Linked DNA regions of Bos taurus: region 2 is linked to region 1. A link is a contact called in public Hi-C data. All regions are on one chromosome and are shown on one strand. Each heading gives the region's core, a stretch centred on a gene start, on an enhancer-like site or on the middle of the called end of the contact. The rest is flanking DNA. Distances are from core to core; before and after follow the strand shown. Region 1 holds the start of MAP3K7 (mitogen-activated protein kinase kinase kinase 7). Region 2 holds the start of MDN1 (midasin AAA ATPase 1).

Region 1 (7,710 bases), core at 3,821-6,320:
CAAAGTCACACGAACAGGTAAAATACAGAACTTGTTCTGTTATGTACTGACACTGAGGATGGGTGGTACAGAGTGCTCAAACAGGAAGGGACTTCAAGTCCAGTTCAATAGCTTGATATTCAGTTCACTTCAGTCGCTCAGTCGTGTCCAACTCTTCGTGATCACATGGACAGCAGCAAGCCAGGCCTCCCGGTCCATCACCAACTCCTGGAGTTTACTTAAACTCATGTCGAGTTGGTGATGCCATCCAACCATCTCATCCTCTGTCATCTCCTTCTCCTCTTGCCTTCCATCTTTCCCAGCATCAGGGTCTTTTGAAATGAGTCAGTTCTTCGCATCAGGTGGCTGAAGTATTGGAGTTTCAGCTTCAACATCAGTCCTTCCAATGAACATTCAGGACTGATTTCCTTTAGGATGGACTGGTTGGATCTCCTTGCAGTCCAAGGGACTCTCAACAGTCTTCTCCAACACCACAGTTCAAAAGCATCAATTCTTCGGTGCTCAGCTTTCTTTATAGTCCAACTCTCACATCCATACATGACTACTGGAAAAATCATAGCCTTGACTACACAGACCTTTGTTGGCAAAGTAATGTCTCTGCTTTTTAATATGCTGTCTAGGTTGGTCATAGCTTTTCTCCCAAGGAGTAAGCGTCTTTTAACTTCATGGCTGCATCCACCATCTGCAGTGATTTTGGACCCACAAAAAATAAAGTCTGACACTGTTTCCATTGTTTCTCCGTCTATTTGCTATGAAGTGATGGGAACAGATGCCATGACCTTTGTTTTCTGAATGATGAGCTTTAAGCCAACTTTTTCACTCTCCTCTTTCACTTTCATCAAGAGGCTCTTCAGTTCATCTTCACCTTCTCCCATAAGGGTGGTGTCATCTGCATATCTGAGGTTACTGATATTTCTCCTGACAATCTTGATTCCAGCTTGTGCTTCATCCAGCCCAGCATTTCTCATGATGTACTCTGCATAGAAGTTAAATAAGCAGGGTGACAATATACAGCCTTGACATACTCCTTTCCCAATGTGGAACCAGCCTGTTGTTCCATGTCCAGTTCTAACTGTTGCTTCCTGACCTGCATACAGATTTCTCAAGAGGCACGTCAGGTGGTCTGGTATTCTCATCTCTTGAAGAATTTTCCAGTTTATTGTGGGGATCCACACAGTCAAAGGCTTTGGCATAGTCAATAAAGCAGAAATAGATGTTTTTCTGGAACTCTCTTGCTTTTTTGATGATCCAGCAGATATTGGCAATTTGATCTCTGGTTCCTCTCTCTTTTCTAAAACCAGTTTGAACATCTGGAAGTTCACAGTTCATGTTCTGTTGAAGCCTGGATTGGAGAATTTTGAGCATTACTTTACTAGCGTTGAGCGCAATTATGCAGTAGTTTGAGTATTTTTTGGCATTGCCTTTCTTAGGGATTGGAATGAAAACTGACCTTTTCCAATCCTGTGGCCAATGCTGAGTTTTTCCCAAATTTACTGGCATGTTGAGTGCAGCACTTTCACAGCATCATCTTTCAGAATTTGAAATAGCTCAACTGGAATTCCATCACCTCCACTAGCTTTGTTCGTAGTGATGACTCCTAAGGCCCTCTTGACTTCACATTCCAGGATGTCTGGCTCTAAGTGAGTGATCATACCATCGTGATTATCTGGATATCTGGAAATTTGTGGAGACACTATAGACAAGTGACTGAAGTTCACATGAAATTGTGAGGTCTAAGCTTCCATCCTTAACTCATGAAAGTTAAAAAAGTTAAAAGGAATACGAAGTCAAAATTCAGGTGAACTGAGTCAAATTCCCCTCCCTCAATTCTCTAGAGTCAAAGTATATTATTTATGATTCTTTGATTGCAAATAACAAAAATACAACTTGAATCAGCTTAAATGAAAAATGTGAATGTACCAGCTCATGAAACTAAAAGGCGCTTACTCCTTGGAAGGAAAGTTATGACCAACCTAGATAGCATACTAAAAAGCAGAGACATTATTTTGCCAACAAAGGTCCACCTAGTCAAGGCTATGGTTTTCCCAGTGGTCATGTATGGATGTAAGAGTTGGACTGTGAAGAAAGCTGAGTGCCAAAGAATTGATGCTTTTGAACTGTGGTGTTGGAGAAGACTGTTGAGAGTCCCTTGGACTGCAAGGAGATCCAACCAGTCCATCCTAAAGGAGATCAGTCCTGGGTGTTCTTTGGAAGGACTGATGCTGAAGCTGAAACTCCAGTACTTTGGCCACCTCATGCGAAGAGTTGACTCACTGGAAAAGATCCTGATGCTGGGAGGGATTGAGGGCAGGAAGAGAAGGGGATGCCAGAGGATGAGACGGCTGGATGGCATCACTGACTCAATGGACGTGAGTTTGAGTGAACTCCGGGAGATGGTGATGGACAGGGAGGCCTGGCGTGCTGCGATTCATGGGGTCGCAAAGAGTCGGACATGACTGAGCGACTGAACTGAACCAGCTCATAAAATCAAATCACAGAATGAGAGCGGTACACTGGGCCTTAAGGACGATAAGATCTGGGACTGTAAAAAAAAAAAAAAAAAGAAAAACTGCAAGCAAATAGCAAAAGGATTGATTTTAGATTACTATCAACATCAGAAGTCCAAATATATGCATAAAATATACAAGCAGAAGTATTAAGGTAGATGTCCAAGATCATGAAGGAGATTCACTTTGAAATGCATCCAACAAAATAAGAAAGATGTACACATGAGAGGATGCATAGACAGATATATGATAAAAACAAGTACAGTAAAATGCTAATGATAGCATCCTACCAGTAAGTATATAGTTGTTTACTGTGAAATTCTTTCAACTTTTCTGTATTTCAATATTTTTTATAACAAAATTTTGGCGGGGGGGCGGGGAACAAGCAGAACACCATCATGACTATGGTGACTAATCCCTTGTCTGCAGTATTTTAGTTCTAAACTGAAGGTACAGAAAATAGATCATGCACTCCATGAAAGTTAGGACTGGCAGAAGTATTCATTCAGCCAAAACATAAAAGAATTATCTCTTGAATTCCCACTTGGTAGCATCCACTGTTTTAAGATCAAAGTGTTAAAGAAAAAGTAAATATGACCTGTGAGTGAAAGGACAAGGTTAAAAGGTGACCATCCTAGTTTGGGAATTTGAGTAAAGAAATGACAGGTAAAAATGGTTATCCCATTAATTTAATATGCTTCCACTTGGTGGTTGTTTTTTGTTTAGTTGTTCAGTCATGTCTGACTGGAGAAGGAATGGAGAAGGAAATGGCAACCCACTCCAGTATTCTTGCCTGGGAAATCCCATAGGTTGTAGCCTTCCAGACTCCTCTGCCCATGGGATTTCCCAGGCAAGAATACTGGAGTGGGTTGCCATTTCCTTCTCCATTCTATTTGGTTATTAGTGCACTAATTAAGCATCATTTCATTGTAATACACATAGAAATAAAGCTCTGATTTTTCACTTGGACAACTGAGTAGATAATGGGATCCTTCATGGAGACAGAAAATGCACACAAAGAATATATATGTAGTAGGTGATAACTTCTGAATTTGTTTTTGGAATCTTAAAGTTCATGCACTAAGTTATGTCTAAACAGAGATGTTCAATAGGTCCAGAATTCAGGAAAAATTTGAAAACTCGGAGAGATTGTGAGTTATCATCATAAAAGTGGTCAATACCCTGGGTAAGATCACCCAGAGATTGCTCTGTGAAAGAAATTATTCTTTCTTCCATTCTCTTACCCATTCACCAAATTATCATTGTTATTAACACTACAAACAAAAAAAAAGACACACACTGTCTTCCAGGAGTTCATAACTCCTTATTTGCCCAATTCAATGACCTATTCAGAATCCCAACGTTGGTTAGCTATTCCTTACTTGAAAAACTCTCCTCCGCTGATATTCCCATCACCATTCCCCTCATTTTCTCCTTTCTGTTTCCTTTTTGGTCTCCTACTGAGATAGAATTTGAACTTCACAACGTTTCATTCTTCATCTCTAACTCCAATTTTCCCAAGTAGGCTTTAGGTCAAACTGACTGATGTTTAACAGATAGTTTAAAATTAAAAATTGTGTTGATAGTACAACACAGGAAATACTTTTCACCTTGGAAATATACTGAGCTAGGTGCTTGTGAGAATCATAATTGATTTACTCCCGAGCCTGTTTACTCCTGTCCTGAAAATGGCAACAAAAATATTTAATTTGCAAGGCTACTGTTAATGATAAAATATGGATACCTAAATGTAAAGCATTCAGCACAAAGCACTGCACTCCGACATGTACCAATACATCCTATAAGTTCAAATGAACGACAAATTATGCCAAATCATAAGTATCTACCTTAACTAAAATTAACTTCTGTTCGTGAGCCTATAGAGTATTATTCAGGTTACATACGCTGGCTCGCTGTGTATTATTTTCTTTATAATCTCTGATAGCATCAGGGACTGGCTCAAAGTAACAGTAGCAAATCGCTTCCCTCCAAACACAAAATACATTTTCCTAGGCTTTTTAAGAAATAGTGCAGTTTAGCTTAGGAGTGAAACTGAATAGTAAGCTTCATCACAAAAACTCAATCCAATACTACCCCGTCCATCTGCAGGTCTCTGAGAGAAAAGGGAGCAGGGTCAAAACATACTTCACCAAACAAGGTTGAAACTGTAGCTTTTATCTTTCCCGCTGGTTCCTAAAGGACCAACCGTACTGTGATTCCATCGTGCCCTGCGCCACTTCCGTTCGCGCGTTTTAATTACGTCACACGTCAGCTCTCGCGGTATCATCACTTTGCTGTAGGCCCTTAATAAAGGTCTCGCGAAATTTGTCCCTCAGGTCCAAACTAGCCTCTCACCCTCCCCCACCCCACCTCTCCCCCACCCCACCCCCAACCTGTCCTTCCTTTCTCTGTCTCAGTCTCCGAATTCTCCCCTCCCCTCTCTTGATCTCAAGGCCCTCCTCTTGTTTCCGATTTCTGGCAGGAACCGGAAGTTTGGTGGGCGGGGCCCGGCGGCGGAAAACGCAGCTGAGCCGGAGCCGGGACTCGGCTGTGGCCGCTGTCCCTGTCCCCGCCACGGATCGCCGTGGCTCCAGGTTGAAGGTCGGTCCGGAGGCGGGTGGGCGCGGGTCTCCCCCGGACTGTCCGGGCGGCAGCCTTCCCGGGCCCCCCGGGCTCCGCGAGGGATCATGTCTACAGCCTCCGCCGCTTCTTCTTCTTCCTCGTCTTCCGCCGGTGAGATGATCGAAGCCCCCTCCCAAGTCCTCAACTTTGAAGAGATAGACTACAAGGAGATCGAGGTGGAAGAGGTGAGCGAGGCCCGGCACAGAGGCTCGGGCCCTGGCCTGTCCCGGACTCTACCTCGTCCTGACTCTAAAGGCGCCTTCCCAACCTCTCTATTTCTCGGGACCCACCCGGGAGTCCCCACACCCCACAGAGACCGGGTGTAAAGGAGCTCTCCGCGTTCAGCTGCTCCGGGGTAGCTCTCTTTTTTTTCTCACTTTAGCACTCTTGAGTTTGGATTTAATACTCCGGTGCTTAGAGTTTGGGTCATCTCAAACGGAAAAGGATAAACTGGTGCGACCGTCTGGTCCACCAGTTCTAGAATCTGTAAGTAGTAAAATATATCAAAGACCATGGCCGTTTTGGAGTTTTAGTTCTCCAAAACATGGTGTTCTTAAGGGTCAAGGAATATATTATGCTCGACTTCTGGCTCAGCATCTGGCACGCAGTGGGTGCTCAATGGATGCTTCGTAAATTAATACATCCACAAGTCTAATAGTTTTTCCAGGTACCGAATAGCTGTTTCGCCGATTCCATAGAGCAGTAGTTATATTAAATGTTATTTAATAGCCTTCAATTAGACTAATTTAGGCTAATTTCACCATTAGTAATGGAGACTGGTTTAGGATGAAAAAATGTTTCAGGTAGCATATTCTGAAGAAATAACGAGTGATTTCAGTGACAACTAGAATGTGAGATCAGACCAGAAATCGCTGTTATAAAACCTGAATACATCCTTTATTCTGCAGTATTTAAAATTATTTTGGAGCAAGGTAACAATGTGCCTTTAGCACGTTGCTTCTTTTCAATGAACAGAGGTTGGTTGTATAGACCATAAAATTTAGAAAACTGAAAGCTATGTATATTTTAAAGACTTTAAAATACTTTAGAAAGTATTAAAACTTCGGTTGGAAATAGTATTTATTATTTACCATTTGTTTATCATTTAAGAAATTTACTAAGTACCCTGCATTACATACACCCACGAGAATCCTGCGTGTTCTCAAAGAATTATCACTACTTTAAAAATTTTAAGTTACTTTTAGACAGTGGTAAGCTAAAAGTAGTGAGATAATTATCCTTCAACGAATGATTTTTTTTTTCCTATGCATCTTTTGGAAGAATAATAGGTTACTTTATTTTTACGCTTAAAATAATCTTAAAGATCGCTGAAAACAGCCTCATTTTACAAGATAGTGTAAGTGGGAAGAGCAAAACCTTTGGAGTTAGATGAAGGTTCAGTGTATCAGCTATGCCATTTATTAGCTGTGTGATCTGGAGCAAGTTTCCTGACTAACCTTTTTGAGCTTTAGTTTCCTTAACTATAAAATGATTGTAATTTCTACTTCATTTTATTTGTATGAGACTTCATTAGGCAATACATGCAAGACACCCAACTCAGTGCCTGACACACATTACTAGGCAACTGAGTTCCAGAGAGGAACTGTGACCTCCTTTAAGGTCATATGGCTAAAAGAAGGACCCATATTTTGGAAGAGGGGGAGGTTTTGTGTGTGTGTGTGTGTGTGTGTGTGTTTCTATTGAGACTATGATAAATTCTTTTTTCAGAATTGGATAGTTGATCCCGCTTTCATGGCTAACATTCTTTCTTTTTTAAGAATAAAACTTCAGTGAGTCAGTATAAAAGAATTGCAGTTTTTAAATAAGCATTTACGTCTACTCTGTGGCGAACTGCTATGCTTGTAGACTACAAATTGTTATATAATAATAACTTGTACTTCGTGGTCTACCAAATGTTTTCAGAGACTTACATCATCTGGTTTTTACAACCTTAGTTTTCCCACACTGCTTTCTGAAGCATTTTACATTCTTGGCTGTTAGTAAGGTCTCATCTATCCTTTACTCTTCCCCCAAAGCTATTTAACTTCCTACTTGGGTTCTGTTTCCAAAGACCCTTCCTTTAGTTTAGATGATGTTTCAACTATTCTTTAGTAGATTTAGGACATTCCTGAAGAGTAAATTTTTGTTTCTAGATGAAATTTTCTTATGTTAGGCAGTCTTTTAATTTTGTTCTTTTCAGTTTTTATTACTCAGTTTATTTTCATGTTAAAGATTTGAACTTAGACCTTTCTAATGTTAAAACCATTACATAATTTTCATCATATTCTTTATTTTCACATTAAAGCAGTATTACTATATAATCTAGGAAGCACCACGGGCACTCATTATTTCTCAACTTAGGTTCTGCTCTCAGCTTAAAATCATAAATCAGAGAAACAGAGAAAGATAACTAGAAACAAAAAGTATTTTATATTGATTTCATTATTTTATATGGTACCAGTATATTGCCTACAAATGAAGAAAATCATATTCTGTTTCTCAAATAACAGTGTAATTGAATCAGCATTATACTGATTCAGTTAGAAACTGTGTATAAAGAAAAATACTCTGACCATAGGCC
Region 2 (7,710 bases), core at 2,204-4,703, 730 kb after region 1:
AAGACCTTGCAGTTTCTATCCAGGCTTCTTGGAGATCTCTCTCTCCTCAACCTCAAATGGTCATGTAAGCATTCCAGCTTAAAGTTCCAGCTGAGCTCAGCCTTCCAGCCATCCCTGCCAGGATACAAGATGTGTGAGTGAACTTATATTGGACCTACCAGATTAGGCCATTGACTAGCTCAATACAACTGAATGCCCTCAGTCAATAGCCCATGGAAGACAAGAATTGCCAGCAGAGCCCTGCTCAAATTCCTGAACCTCCCTATTATAAAGTATTGGTGGAGCTAGTCATTGGTAAAAACCCTGCCTTCCTATGCAGGAGACATGAGTTCAATCCTTCGCTTGGGAAGATCTGCTGAAGGAGGGCGTGCTTGGAGTATTCTTGTTTGGAGAATCCCATGGACAGAGGAGTCTGGCAGGCTACAGTCCATAGGGCTGCAAAGAGTCGGACACGACTGAAGTGACTTAGCACACACACACATAAAATAGTTGGTGTTTTAAGTCAGTATAATTTAAGGTAATAATTTGTTACAAAGAATTAGACTACTGGAACAATTATGGCAATAACAGAACAAAACTGCAGAGTTTTATTAAAGTTGTTATGTGAAATATGAGAATGGAAGGCCAGAGAAAGACTTTGATGAATTTAAATTAGAAATTGCTCCTATTTAAAGCATATAGTTAAATTCCTTTCAGTATTTTAAACTCCATTTATAAATGTAATTCATTTCATCTGTTTTTTAAATGCTTCATACTTGTAGGACAAACACAAAACTGACAAGTAAAACATTCCTAAGTGTTACCGAGTTTAAGCTCATACTACTATGCCATATGACAGGCCAATATTCAAGAGACCAGTTATTGGAGCAAGGCATAACAACTTAATTTGGAAAGCCAGCAAACAGAGAAGATGGTGAACTCATGCCCCAAAGAACCATCTTGCCTGAGTTAGAATTCAGGCTCCTTTTATACTAAAAGGGGAGGGAGTAAAGTCAAACACTTCCTGGTTCCCATCAGCCTCTGTAGGGGATGTGTTCATTTCTTCCTCTCTATAGTCATTCAAAAGTAGGTGTGGTCAAGATGTTTCCTATGAGCTAAACAACAGTATCTTAGCTTAATACTCATTACCTGGAAGCAGGGTTCCCAGAGATGGACCATTATGTATAATTTAAACTTACAGGTAACATCTCTTTTATGATTAACTAATGGCACCCCATTCCAGTACTCTTGCCTGGAAAATCCCATGGACAGAGGAACCTGGTAGGCTGCAGTCCATGGGGTCTCGAAGAGTCGGACACGACTGAGTGACTTCACTTTCACTTTTCATTTTCATGCATTGGAGAAGGAAATGGCAACCCACTCCAGTGTTCTTGCCTGGAGAATCCCAGGGATGCGGGAGCCTGGTAGGCTGCCATCTATGGGATTGCACAGAGTCGGACACGACTGAAGCAACTTAGCAGCAGCAGCAGCAGCAGCAGTAATAGAATACAAAAGATTCTTCGGTATTACATAAGTACCTAAACATATAGTGAAACCTCAAGTTCTTTCAAACATTGTAATACTTTTAACATTGGTCAATGTCTCTGTCTTTTCAACTTAAAATCAAAGGTCTATGAATATGGTAAACTTATCTGCATTTCAAAGTAATATATCCACCCAGAACAGGAAATCCAGGGAAACTTGGAATACAGTGCATTCATGTCCAGTCACTCAGTCATGTCCAACTCTTTGTGACCTAATGGACTGTACCCTGCCAAGCTCCTCTGTCCATGGGATTCTCCACAAGAATACTGGAGTGGGTTGCCATTTCATCCTCCATGGGACCTTCCAAACCCAGGGATCAGAACCCTACCTCCTGCGTTGGCAGGCTATTCTTTACCATTGAGCCACCTGAGAAGACCTTGGAACACAGTACTTTGACATATATCCTCAATTTTAAAGAAAAACGCAAATAAATTATGGTTTTTGTATCTATCAGAGTAACCACCACACAGGGGAAGATATTGAAATATTTCCATCACCCTAGGAAGTTCCCTTAGGCCCTTCTTAGTCAATACCCCCAAAAGCAACCACTGGTCTGACTTTGTCATTATTTTGGCTTGTTCATCAATGAATTTGACATTAATACACTTTTAGTTTTATGTACTCTTCTACTCCACTCTTCACAGTGCCTTCAGAATATTCAGTGTCCTATATAGCATACTTTATTTCATTCCCATGTCAATGAAAATAATCAATAATCTATAATAAGAATAGAAACAAGTTTTATTTCAGTCAAACTAAGGACTAGCCCAGAAGCCAGCTTCCCAGATTACTCTGTGAAGCTGCTCCAGAGAAGCATGGGTTCCAGCACAATTTTATATCTTGTCAATACAAAGAACATTAAATAAGACATGGTTACAGTTCTTCGAGGTTTAAAACACACACACGCACACACACACACACATTACATTTCTTCAAGCTTTAAAACACACAGACATTACATTTCTTCAAGGTATAAAACATACACACTACATTTCTTCAAGGTTTAAAACACACACAGACACACACACACACACACACACACACACACACACACACACACACTGGAAAAGGAAGTCTGGAAAAGGAAATCATCATCAAAGTAGGACCAACATTAGCCTCCCAGAAAGAAAGGCATTTAATCTTTATTTTTAACATGGACATTCTTTACTTGTCAGTGTGCTCCTCTTTAATAATTAGAGCACATATAAAATTTATGTTTGATAGGCCACAAAGAGGCTATTTTCCTTAACATAAAATTCACCTTAACGCATGTATAACCCCAAATGACTTTTCTGTATCTCAAATTGTGAAAGTTTCTTTCATCACCCATCTTAACACTTAAATCCAATATTTATAATAAGACTGCTGCGAGGGCTATCTATGCTTGTTACACTTGTGCGTGAATTTCCACAGGCCAACCGTCTAAAAGGGGAGTTGATGGGTTAGAGGGGGTAAATCTGCTTTTCATTCCTAGCTGATCTTTTTGCCTGATGAGGCAGAAGGAAGCATGGCGGGCTGAGGATAGTAGGCACACGGCCCTAGGGGCCCCCTAGCTTCTCCTGAATTGCTGTCACGCCACTCTTTGTCGCCGGATCTACCATCATTGTAACCCTTATCCTCCACCAGCAAAAGCTATTTCTGGTGGCGTCTATGCCGGAAGTATATAGATACTGACGCCCCGCGTTTCCGGTGCCGAGGAGGCGGGACCGCGATCGCTGGTCGGTGCGGTCGCGGACTGATGATGCAGAGCGCCGCGTGCTCCCCCCACGTGTGCTGCTGCCGCTCTCTAGGTACTGGTGAAGCGGCGGTGGCCGCTTTCACTGGAGACGTAGTTAGTGGCAGTTCCGGCGCGGGGACCTCAGCGGCTCGGGGGTTCTTAGCGCGAAGCAAGGAGCGCCTGTGGCCGCCCGGGACGGAGGACCCGTGATCATGGAGCACCTCTTGCTGGATGTGGCGGCCGCGCCGCTGCGGTTAATCGCTGCCAAGAACGAGAAGAGTCGTAGCGAGCTGGGCAGGTTCTTGGTCAAGCAGGTAAGAGAAGGAGAGGGAGGGAAAGAGTTGGGCCGTCCCCACCAACCGCCTGGCGCGTGCCCCATGGCCCTGCGGGAAGACGCAGGGGACTGGAGAGCGGTGTCTTGTCACTCTGGCCCCCTCCCCAAGGCTGGCCAGTGGCGGAGGCGTCCGCGCTCATTTGAGGAGCCTGGAAGGAGCCTTTTGTTATTTATTCTATGGGAGAGTCTTCCCTTCTCTCCACCGATTTATTTCCTTGCAGCACCCTGGCTGCGTGCGCCAAACGTGACTTTCAGAGAAAAACGTGTTTGGGGGGTTTTTTTGGTAGTTGAGGTTGCATGTTTGCCCTTTTGACATTTGTATTATTTAAGCGTGCCGACAAGTTCAGCCCCCTCTCTTAGCTTGGGTGGATGTTTCCTTTCTGCCTTGTTCTGACTTTCCTGCCCACTGACAAGTATTGATTGTATTCCCGCTGGGAGTAAGACACAGTGTGGCACTTTGCGGATACAGATAAATTCGTTATCGTCTCAGACCCCCAAGGTATTTCGTGTCTATTTTTGGAGACGTTCATAAACACAGAATACAACTGATGGGCCAAGCGAGAGCGAGGGCATAATTCGTAAGCCATAGAAATTATGAATTAGTTTTCTGAAAAATGGGTGCTCTGACCTTTTAAGAGCCTTCTCTCGTTGACCAGATATCTCGCTGAGTTGAGGATCCTTATCACGCATTTTTTCACCTGTCGTTTTAACTTTCTATTTTATGCTTCCCCACCACATCTGTGAGCTTGAGAGTCGGGGGAAATAAATTTTTTTCCCCTAAGTCCGGTGTCTGGAACATATATATCCTATTGCTAAGGAAGCAACAGCAGTTTTTCGAGTCTGGAGAGGCCCTGAGCTAACAGGAGAGGCATGTCTGTTTGATGACAAATTGAACGTGTATAGCAAAGGGGAGGAAGTAGTGGAAGATATGCCTGGGGTTATCTGGCCTGTGATTTCCCCCAAGGAAGGGATCATTAACATTAACGGAGGTCTGGAAAGAAAACTGAATTTTGATGGGCTGGACTAATGAAAAAATCAATTTATATGAGCTGAGTTTGTGGTGACAGGCTCCTGAACTATGTATTATGGCTAGAAGTATTTTTCTGTAAGTGGGCTTGCATTTAGAACAGAGGTTCTGAAGCTGGGGATCCTGGACCACTGACAGCAGGAGGTTTGTTTATGGTTCTTCACAGTAATTGGATAGAAAATTAGTGCTTATGTATTGGGAGTAAAATGAGGAAATGGTTCATAGCCTTTTTAAAAAAAGAGAATCTGAGATTTTGAAGTGTGGGAACCACTCAGGTGGATTCTGAGACTGTATATAGTAATGTTGAGGGACTTGAAAGCTACTAGAAAGCCCAATTGAATTAAGAAGATTCCGACCACCTGTACTTTCCATTTGTCTCTCCTCTGTCTCAGATTCTATCCAATCTGAGAAATGTCTTTCAGGTTTGCTCCTTTCTATTTTCAGTAATGATTTCAAGCCTTTCACTCAGAGAAGAGTTGATTGTGTTGTTATCTATTTTTCTCCTATTTGGGAAAATAGTGATTTTTACTGGAGAGCAAAGACCTTTTTTTCCCACCACTGAACCTCGTGATTTTAGTTCCCCCTGCCAGAAATTGAACCTCGGCCCTGGACAGTGAAAGCATGGGGTCCTAACCACTAGACCACCAGGGAACTCCCAGCAAAGATTTTGAAACCTTACTTCTCATGGAGTTTGGGATCTGAAATAAATTTTTAGGATGTGCTTCCTTTGTTCTTCATCTCAGCTGGTGACACCCCCGTCTCTCTGTCCAGTCCCTTGTTAGAGAAGACTGAGTGTCCTCAACTCTTTTTGCTCCTTTTCTGTCACATATAGCCAAGTCCTCTTGATTTTCCTTTCTTGGTATTGAATCTGTGTCTTTCTCTTCATCCTTACTACTACTAGCATCCTACAGTTCTGACTCTTAATTCCAGCACGTGGGTTTTCTTTCTCGCATTACCGAGCAATTCTCAGATACCATCTGGTGTCCTATAATTTAACTCAATTCTGATGCTGTTTATCTGTGGAAAGTGTCAGTTCCTTCAGAGTAAAGGCTTAACCCTAAAAGACTTCTCCCACCCTTACCTGCTCTTCTGACCAGCTGGCCTATAAATTGGGGGTTCCACTAAATTCTTTCTTGGGTTTGATTAATTTGCTAGAGCAGCTCACAAAACTTGGAGAAATATTTCACTTTTCAGGACAGTCGTCCCTGAAGCTCTCCGAACCACATTCTTTGGGGTTTTTATGAAAGCTTCCTTCACGGGCACAAAAGACTAAATCTTTGGCCATTGGTGATTCAGCTCTTAATCTCTAGCCCCTCTGCCCTCCTCAGAGGTCAAGGCATGGGAATGAAAGGTCTAATCCTCTAATCACATGATTGGCTCTCAGTTTAGCTGCTTTCTGAAAGTCACTGCGTTACTGTAGCATATTTCTCTCATCACAGGAAATTCCCAGAGTTTTAGGTACTTGGACAGGTGTGGGGTTTTAAAGACTATGTTTTTTTTTTTTTTCTTTTACTGTAAATCACAGAATCACATCTTATGTCCTTGATCACTGTCTATGTTGAGGAAGAGCAGAGTGCTTGAGAGCATGTGTGGGTAGTGGGACTGAAGGATGGGTGCAGATCAGATTCCTTTTTTGGTTTTGTGTTTTGGCAATGCATGTGGCATGCGGGATCTTAGTTCCCCTACCAGGGATTGAACCCACTCCCTTTGCAGTGAAAGCACAGACTCGACCACTGGACCATCAAGGAAGTCCTTCTCTTCTCTTTCCTTATTGTTGTTTACTCACTAAGTTGTGTCTGGCCCTTTTGCGACCCCATGGATGATGGTAGCCCACCAGACTCCTCTCTCCATGGGATATCCTAGGCAAGAATACTGGAGTGTGTTACCATTGTTTTGGGGGCCTTCCACAAGTTGCTCAACTCTCCTAGGTCTCAGCTTCTTGATACATATTATGTGTGATAGTTGCTAAATAGTTACAGAGTAGTTAAAAGCAGAGATTCTGGAGCCTGTGATGTGATTCCTGGTTCTACTATCTGCTTTATGACGTTATCCCTTTTTTTTATTTTTCAGTTTCCTTATCTGTAAAATGGGGATAATGTTACCTACTTCATGGGTTGCTATGAGAGTTAGGTGCCTAGGGTACAGTAAGTGTTGTCTATAAAAGTGGTTGCTGTTGTTATGGCTATAAATAAGATTGTGAAATCTAGATGATGCATTTGAGGAGCTTACCACAGTGCCTGGCCGGTAGAAAGTAATCAATATATGTGAGCTAGAATTAGAACTTTTTAAGACAGCTTTGAGAGATAATTCATATGCCATATAATTCATCCACTTAAATATATAGTTCAGTGGCTTTTGCTCTGTTCACAGGTATGTACAACTGTCATCACAGTCCATTTTTGAACATTTTTATTACTTCAAAAAGAAGCCCCTATTCCTTTTAGCTATTATCTCCCATCCTATTCTGGCCTCTTAATATAAGTTATCATTAATAAGACAAATCTGAATCTATCACTGCTGCTGCTGCTGCTAAGTCGCTTCAGTCGTGTCCGACTCTGTGTGACCCCATAGATGGAACTATTCTGTCTAAAAGCTTTCCATTATTTCCAGAATCAAAATCTAATCTTTCTAAGATAGCATATGAATTTTTTTTAATTTTTAAAAGAAACTTGATTTTCTGTTAGTCTTATTTCCATTTTCTTTTTTGAAGTGTTTTTTTTTCCCCCCCCTGCCTGATGACTCTCAGCTCAGGGGATTTTACTCTCTGGGGCAAATCTAGAGACGTTTTAAAATTTTTCACAACTTGTGATGGGGATATTTTTGGCATGTAGAGTGTAGAGACCAGGGATGCTGCTAAACGTCTTTTAATACACAGGGTAGCCTTCACAGCAAGGAACATATCCAGCCCTGAATGTCAGTATTTCAGAATTAAGAAAGAAACCTAAATATGCATGGATCTAATAATAAAATACATGAATCAGAAAGTGATAGAAAAGGAAAAATAGACAATCACAGTTATAATTGGAGAATTTTAATACTGTAACCTCAGTACTTGATAGTACAAATACAGAAAATTAGTAAGGATACAGAAGACCTGAGCACTATCAA

The links. A called contact is a pair of places that touch in the nucleus more often than the background predicts.
Region 2: a contact with region 1 is called in a Hi-C map of skeletal muscle, with 4 times the contacts expected there. The contact joins the promoter of MDN1 here to the promoter of MAP3K7 in region 1. A contact is called at or near these places in 3 of 11 Hi-C or Micro-C datasets (liver, skeletal muscle and an unstated tissue).

What each region holds. Positions count from the first base shown.
Region 1 is chr9:59,674,709-59,682,418 of ARS-UCD2.0, forward strand. MAP3K7 (mitogen-activated protein kinase kinase kinase 7) reads left to right here and starts at 5,071. Exons shown (of 17, transcript NM_001081595.1): 1 at 5,071-5,135; 2 at 5,182-5,314. The coding sequence starts at 5,195. LOC101902479 (a long non-coding RNA gene) reads right to left here and starts at 4,927. Exons shown (of 4, transcript XR_009495824.1): 1 at 4,653-4,927.
Region 2 is chr9:60,406,997-60,414,706 of ARS-UCD2.0, forward strand. MDN1 (midasin AAA ATPase 1) reads left to right here and starts at 3,454. Exons shown (of 102, transcript NM_001206168.3): 1 at 3,454-3,555. The coding sequence starts at 3,454.